Linked DNA regions of Sus scrofa: region 1 is linked to region 2. A link is a contact called in public HiChIP or PLAC-seq data. All regions are on one chromosome and are shown on one strand. Each heading gives the region's core, a stretch centred on a gene start, on an enhancer-like site or on the middle of the called end of the contact. The rest is flanking DNA. Distances are from core to core; before and after follow the strand shown. Region 1 overlaps NCOA2 (nuclear receptor coactivator 2). Region 2 overlaps NCOA2 (nuclear receptor coactivator 2).

The links. HiChIP or PLAC-seq counts read pairs in DNA pulled down with a chosen protein or histone mark.
Region 1: a contact with region 2 is called in an H3K27ac HiChIP or PLAC-seq map of alveolar macrophages. The contact joins two enhancer-like sites. A contact is called at or near these places in 1 of 47 Hi-C or Micro-C datasets (fibroblasts) and 1 of 2 datasets of contacts at active chromatin or transcription factors (alveolar macrophages).

Annotation. Positions count from the first base shown.
Region 1 is chr4:65,142,048-65,145,646 of Sscrofa11.1, reverse strand. NCOA2 (nuclear receptor coactivator 2) reads right to left here. Exons shown (of 23, transcript NM_001114275.1): 4 at 2,468-2,640. Among named protein-coding and RNA genes, the nearest start is that of PRDM14, 130 kb to the left of the region's middle. Within about 2 kb of position 1,341, at least 4 of the 83 cell types and tissues checked have an H3K27ac peak or open chromatin away from gene starts, as enhancers often do. A contact at or near this core is called in alveolar macrophages, where this site is marked.
Region 2 is chr4:65,006,183-65,009,804 of Sscrofa11.1, reverse strand. The region is part of intron 1 of NCOA2 (nuclear receptor coactivator 2); the gene reads right to left. Among named protein-coding and RNA genes, the nearest start is that of NCOA2, 54 kb to the right of the region's middle. Within about 2 kb of position 2,129, at least 2 of the 83 cell types and tissues checked have an H3K27ac peak or open chromatin away from gene starts, as enhancers often do. A contact at or near this core is called in alveolar macrophages, where this site is marked.

The DNA of each region.
Region 1 (3,599 bases), core at 92-2,591, 140 kb before region 2:
CTGGTAACTGAGGCTGAAATACAAGTTAGGTTTGGATGACACTGTAAAGGTGATGGCTGGATTGTATTTTCTCTGATTGATTGTTGGGTGGCTGGGACACACAGAGAGAAGGAAGGGTTCAGATCTGACTTTATGCATTGACCCTGAACCTTAGCTGACTGTCAGTGAAACCCAGGTGGCCTGCACAGAACTGTCAGCAGAGTGGAAGCCAGAGTTCTCTGGCCCCAGAAAAATTTTACTTTCTTTAAATGACCCTGTTAGGGGAGCATATTCATAACTAATCCCCCACCTCCCCCCATAGCTTTCCATTTGAAGGAAGAGCTCATTGTATGAAGATCTGAGCAAAGGTGAGGAAAAAAGGTGCCTTTCTTCTGCATGTGGGAAAGATATTTACTGAATTCGTACCAAACACTTACTGTGACAAGTACTTGCCGAGAGTGTGCACATAGCTCATGATTTCTTCAACAACTATGCAACCTAATGTTGTGACTGCTAAATTCTATATGAGGAAACCGAGTCTCACAGAGAGAAAATAATTTGTCCAGGTTTGCAAAGTTTGTAAGAGACAGAACCAAGATTCAGACCTTGCTTCTGCCTGAATTGACTGTAAGGTTCTTGCTCTTTCTTAAAAACAATTTATTAAATAAGCAATATTCTTAAAATATTAGATTGGTGGAGAAGTTAAAAGTATGTACTTGTAATTTTCATTTCTGTTTCCCTTTTCAAAACACATTAGTTTTCCAATTAATAGGGACATTATTTTAAGAGTAAGACGTGATTGGGTGTTTACTGTTGTGGCTTCATGGGTGGTTGTGGCATGCAACCTTATGATTAAACTCACAGCGAAAGTATGGCAGAGTCCCAGCATGACACATCTTAACGTGTTTTATGGTTTGAAGGGGGGAATAACCAAAGTTTTGCAAAACCGTAAAACCTTGTGCAAGACCTTGAGAGTAAAACATACATGTACTACTGTTTCAAAGTGTGAAAATACTAACAGGCAAGGTTCAAAAAACAGAACCATTCAAAAATCTTTAGAAACACAACCTAAGAAGCTTAATGATTTTTCCACTGCCATGATACGGGCGCCTAGAAATGTAGCAAATTCAACGCACTGTAACCTGGAACCAATAATTTCTCCTAATAATTTTAGGAATATTGTTTTATCCCTTTGCTGATACCAAAAACGAAGAAGATACGAAATTGAGATTAAACCGAATTATCGATAACTGGTGAATCTCGAAGGGAACACAAGGAAGAGGAAGGAGACGAAGGAGACTGGGACAGGCACTGAGGGGAGAAACTCCGAGGATGCCGCATGTTACGATGATGTAAGTTATGGTATTTCCCTATCAAAACCAGGAAATACTACTTTTCAGAGTAGGCTAGTGTCAGGAACTGCATTGGGTATGCTTACATGTATATTTTTAAGTTCTTAGAAGGCAGACCTATACTTACAGAACTGTTTTATATAAAACTTAGCTCAATATTTTCTATTTGAAAATGGAAAACGTCATGATGAAAACATGCAAATAGGTAGCTAGGATGTTTACGACAGAGGGGTGGGCAAAGTTTCAGGCTCACATAGCTATATAAACAAAGACAATGTTTTTCTAAAACCTGCCTCTTTTAAATGTTATATAAAAGGCAGATAAAAAGTAATCTGAACTCTAAGAAGATGCGCTCAAAAACAGATTACAGGAGATAATAATCTCCTCAGCCCTGAAGGGGAGCAGTGTACGAATACTTCAGGAGCATATATTGGCCCTGAGCAGCAAGATGCTGTTCATACTTGCCTAACTCAGATTTTTTTTTGGCACCATAACGTCCACTGTGTTTTTTAAAATATTATTTTCTTAAATTTTTTCTGTAGGCAAAAATGTCAAAGAAGAGAGGCAGAAAATGATCTTAGGGGGAAAAAAAAAAAGAAAACTCCAGGAAGAAAGCTGTCATGTTGGGTGTTTCAACTTCACAAAAGAATTCTGACTAAAGGTTGAGCCTTTCAAATCTCCTGTCATTCAGGATATGAAACTCTAATTTAGTGGCCAGTTGAGGCTCAGACTTAAATATGCTGACGAGTTGAAACGGGAGGTGGTTTACTTCCTTACTTCTGGTTTCCATCCTCAGCTGCCTCCTCAATGGCAAATCATGACAGTCACTTGCTGTGTAACGTATAAGAATTCCGAGGCAGGGAGAAGAGTCGGGGACACCTTGTCCAAGTTCTACTGGGTGAAAACGTCCACCCCCCTGTCTCAACTTGGCCTCCTCCATCTTTAGGGAGCTGCTGCGTTTCATACAGAGCCTATTTATAAACCACTGCAAGCGATACCTGCATTCATCTTGCACTGTGACATCATCTTCTCATCAATAATTTAAGCAGAAGAAATGGATTAAAGGCACTCTGGAGGGATTGCTCACACATGCAAACACTGAAGCCAACTAAACTCTCCAAAATATTAATTCTTACCTTGTTCTTTGATCTGACGAATTTGCTTCACAGTTTCTTTTAAGATTGCACATTTGTCAGGTTTGAAGTTAAAGTTGTCTATATCGTTAAAATTCGCAAAAATCAGCTCTGCAAGTTCTTCAATGTATTTATTTTCCTGTTCACGATTACGTTTCTCAGTGCTCCTCTTGGGGCTGTTATGAAAAAGAGAAGCATGTTAAACAAGTTCTAATACCAAGATAGCAAGCAAAAGTTACTTAGAGAAACAAGGAAGTCCTACGGAGAAAAAAACCCCGTATTTTCCCTGTTACCTGTTTTTTGAAATCAAACTTACCCCAGTTCGTAATTATACAGTTACTTGTGTGATCATTTGTCTCCTGTGTTTAAACATCTCCCACCGGTCTATAAGCTTCACAGTGACAAGGATCAGGATGATCTGCTCATCACTGTGCTGCATGCAACACATGGTACAAACAGGCATCAAATTTACTGGTGAATAAAGAAGACTTAGAAACATAAGCGAGTTCCCGCTTATAAAGATTTATTTCAATTTTAGTAAAAGAAGAAAGGGAAGTGAACCTAGTTGTAAGAGTAATAAATAAACTTCAATGATTTTTGATAAAGCATAAGAAATAATGAAAACAAATCTTTGTAATTTCGCAGACTTCTTTAGGATGTTAATAATCAAATCTAACAGACTTTTAAGATAATGTTAACAACCACAGCATAGCTAGAAACAAAAGTGAAACTGATCCAGGGTCTTTGTCCAAGCTGAATAATAGGCAAAATGTAAACAAACTGTCCAAATTCAACTTTTAAAACATTAAAACATTAATGGAAGGGAGGGAAAAATAAGACTTGGCAAGATCTTCTCATGTGAATTTGACAAAACAGCAAACTCCAAAGTTCCCTTTGATAATCACAGCATTCAATTTTTTTCTCAAGTACGATAGAGAGCTCACTCAATGACATTCAAACAATACAATAAATAGGAAAAGCAATGTGTTTACGGTAGCAGCTTTCTGTATTCTTTTCGTTTAAAATTTTTTGGCCACAACTGTGGCATGCAAAAGCTCTATGGTCAGGGATTGAACCCGAGCCACAGCAGTGATGCCACATCCTTAACCACTAAGCTACCAGGGAATGCCACTGT
Region 2 (3,622 bases), core at 880-3,379:
GTTGCAGACGCGGCTTGGATCCCGCGTTGCTGTGGCTCTGGCGTAGTCCAGTGGCTACAGCTCCGATTAGACCCCTAGCCTGGGAACCTCCATATGCCGCAGCAGCAGCCCAAAAAAATAGCAAAAAGACAAAAAAAAAAAAAAAAAGAAAGAAAAAAAGAAAGGTCAGGTTCAGGTTATAAATCTGGGAGCCATCTAAATAAAGGCAATACCACGAGCTTGAACTGGATGAGCTCACTAATAAAAACATACTGGCATAGAAGAGAGGCAATAGAGTTTGAAAAAAGTCCTACCTGTGGGGGATGCAGGGTGGATGGAAAGAAAAACTAGCAATGGACACACAGTAATGGCCAGAGACAAGGGACGACTGAAGCCAAGTTCAATCAGTTCAACAGGTGTTAGTAGGCCAGTCATGTGTGAGCATTAGACAAGGGGTGAAATGACGGCTGCAAAAAGAACTCAGGGGGACATAATTATAGCTACAAACACAGCAGCGACTTTTAATAGTCATAAAAGAAAACTAGGGAGTTCCCGTCGTGGCGCAGTGGTTAACAAATCCGACTAGGAACCATGAGGTTGCAGGTTCAGTCCCTGCCCTTGCTCAGTGGGTTAACGATCCGGCGTTGCCGTGAGCTGTGGTGTAGGTTGCAGATGCGGCTCGGATCCTGCGTTGCTGTGGCTCTGGCGTAGGCCAGTGGCTACAGCTCCGATTAGACCTCTAGCCTGGGAACCTCCATATGCCGCGGGAATGGCCCAAAGAAATAGCAAAAAGACAAAAAAAAAAAGAAAAGAAAAGAAAACTATAAGCAACTTTATGCCATCATTGAAAGCGATACAGAATGGATAATATGCTAGAAAAATAAGCATTATCAAAATTGCCTCCAGAATCAATTAAAACCCTGTAATAACTATTAAGAACAATTTTTTACCTGAGGTTGCTTACCAGATAAAATAAGCAAAACCATCAGGTCATATCACTAAGTGCAAATTAGAAAACAAAGGAAAAAACTACTAGCAGAGGAGGAGCAAAACGGGGCACCCATAACCTGGTAAGGGCCAAGAAGAGGCCTGCCATCACGTTGGGAGGTCTGATGAGAACAACTCTACTTCCCAAATTTTAAGGGGGAAAGTGACTACACGTGCAGTCAGGTCAGCATTCCAACAAATCCTGGATTCCATCAAACACTAAGGAAGACCTTAATGTCATTTTTCAAATGGAAAGTCTAACTATCTCCAGTTTTCTTTAATATTCTGTTTTGTATATGTCATTTGTGAATCTAATCCTCATGATTTGTTTTCAATCCATACTCCATCTTGAGATACTTATTTCCTCAAGTTTACTCTCTGGTATATAAGAGAGCTCTTCATTCTAAACCCAACTCACAAAATTCCTAGAAGCACTTGCACCTCACCCTCAATTCTAGAATGATGGAATTGGAAGAATTTCTCCAAGATCGCATTTTAATCACCTCAATTACATCCTCCTCCCCTGCATTGTGCTCTAAGGAACGAGTGTTTGGAGTACACTGCTCTAAATCCAGATACTTCTTTTTTTTTTTTTTTTCCTTTTGGATACTTCATTGTTGTTAATGAACAGAAACACACAGAGCATTTATCTTGGGTGTGCATAAAGCCTGGTTTTGTACAATGGCAAGAAAACATGCTGTTTCCACACTCTTCCAAAGAATACCTAGTATATCACTGATGTCTTATTGATGTTCTTAACACAGTATCTATAGAGGATCAACATTTACAGCAGCTTAGAGATTCTTATTCTAGTTGTAACTAAATTCAGGACTCCTCCGTTAATAAATGAAATTCATCTGATTTTTCCCGAAATAGAAAACTATCCCACAATCCGTTTACTCAGGTTTTGCTCAGTCATTATCTGCAATCGAATTTTTTCCTGGGGTATTTCATTACTCAAAAAACCTCAAAGTTGACTGTACAATCCCCTTTTATACCATTTATAAAAATATGAATTGAGATTAGTCCAGGCACCACCAATTCCTTGGAAATCCATCAAAAAAAAAACTGAAACGAAAAAAACTTTTTCCTCTACAGAGAAGTGACAGTTCACAGCCAACATTTACTTCCTGTTTCAAAGCCAATGTGACTTCATGAATAAAGATTTCTCCTTCATTTTACAGGAAAACAAAAAACTTTATCACTTTCAGATTAGAACCTTGAAAGGTTTTGTAAAGTTTACATAAATTATCTTCACTGTTTCTCTCTTAACAACACGCTACAATAATCCCCTTAAGTAACTCCAGTTTACCAGACAGGCTTTTCTTTGGTAAAACCAGATTCAATTAATTTTTTCCTCCAAACGCCAGAACATGAAGAAGGGAAAAAAACTAGCCAACACAGGCCTTTCTGTGACCCCTCTAACAAACTTTCTTATAATGGGACATATATTGACAACCAATCTTTATATTAAGACAACTAGAATAAAGGGTAAGAGGTTATACATTCTAGCCAACAACTCTATGTAGTAGCTCTACCATCCATCTTTGGCAAACTACTGAGCAAATCACTGTCAAGTGACTGACTATATTTGTTTGCAAAGTAGCCCAAGAATATTCTTTCAAAGTTTTGCTTCTAATTTTATTTTATTTTTTTAATTTTTTTGTCTTTTTGCCTTTTTCTAGGGCTGCTCACACGGCACATGGAGGTTCCCAGGCTAGGGGTCTAATCGGAGCTGTAGCCGCCAGCATACGCCAGAGCCACAGCAACGCGGGATCCGAGCCGCGTTGGCAACCTACACCACAGCTCATGGCAACGTTGGATCCTTAGGCCAAGGATCAAACCTGCAACCTTATGGTTCCTAGTCAGGTTCATTAACCACTGAGCCAGGACGGGAACTCCTGTTTCTAATTTTAAATAAAATTTTAGATAGAGCCCATCTAAATATATCCCTATTTTTTCATCCCTGAGTATGTAATTTACATACGAACGTTACCCAGTTCCAACCAGTTCAGAAGTACTATCAAATCTTTACCTGGGCTTTTTGACTCTCAAGGGCTTATTTGGGTTCATTTTTAATCTTTACAAGTAATTCTTTGATTTAATTTTGGCCCACATTAATTTCTAATTTACATCTTGTACATTATACTATCTTAACTGGGCCATGTTTGTTTTTCTTTTTAAGATAGCTATCTTCTACAATCAGTGCTTTTTCTAATTTTTAAAAGGTCATGAACCATTTCATAAGGACAGGTGTAAGCTCTTCTCTAAATGTTTGATAGAATTTGCCTGTGAAGCCATCTGGTCAATTCTCCAAAGAAGACATACAGATGGCAAAAAACACAAGAAAAGATGTTCAACATCACTAATTATTAGAGAAATGCAAATCAAAACTACTATGAGGTACCACCTTACTTACATCAGCCAGAATGGTTGTCATCAAAAAGTGTACAAACGATGTTCCCATTGTGGCACAGCAGAAACGAATCTGACTAGTAACCATGAGGTTGTAGGTTCAGTTCCTGGCCTTGCTCAGTGGGTTAAGGATCCGGCGTTGCCGTGAGCTGTGGTATAGGTCAAAGACAGAATCCGTGAAGCTCGGATTCTGTGTTGCTGTGGCAGAGGCCAGCAGCTGCAGCTCCGATTAGAACCCTAA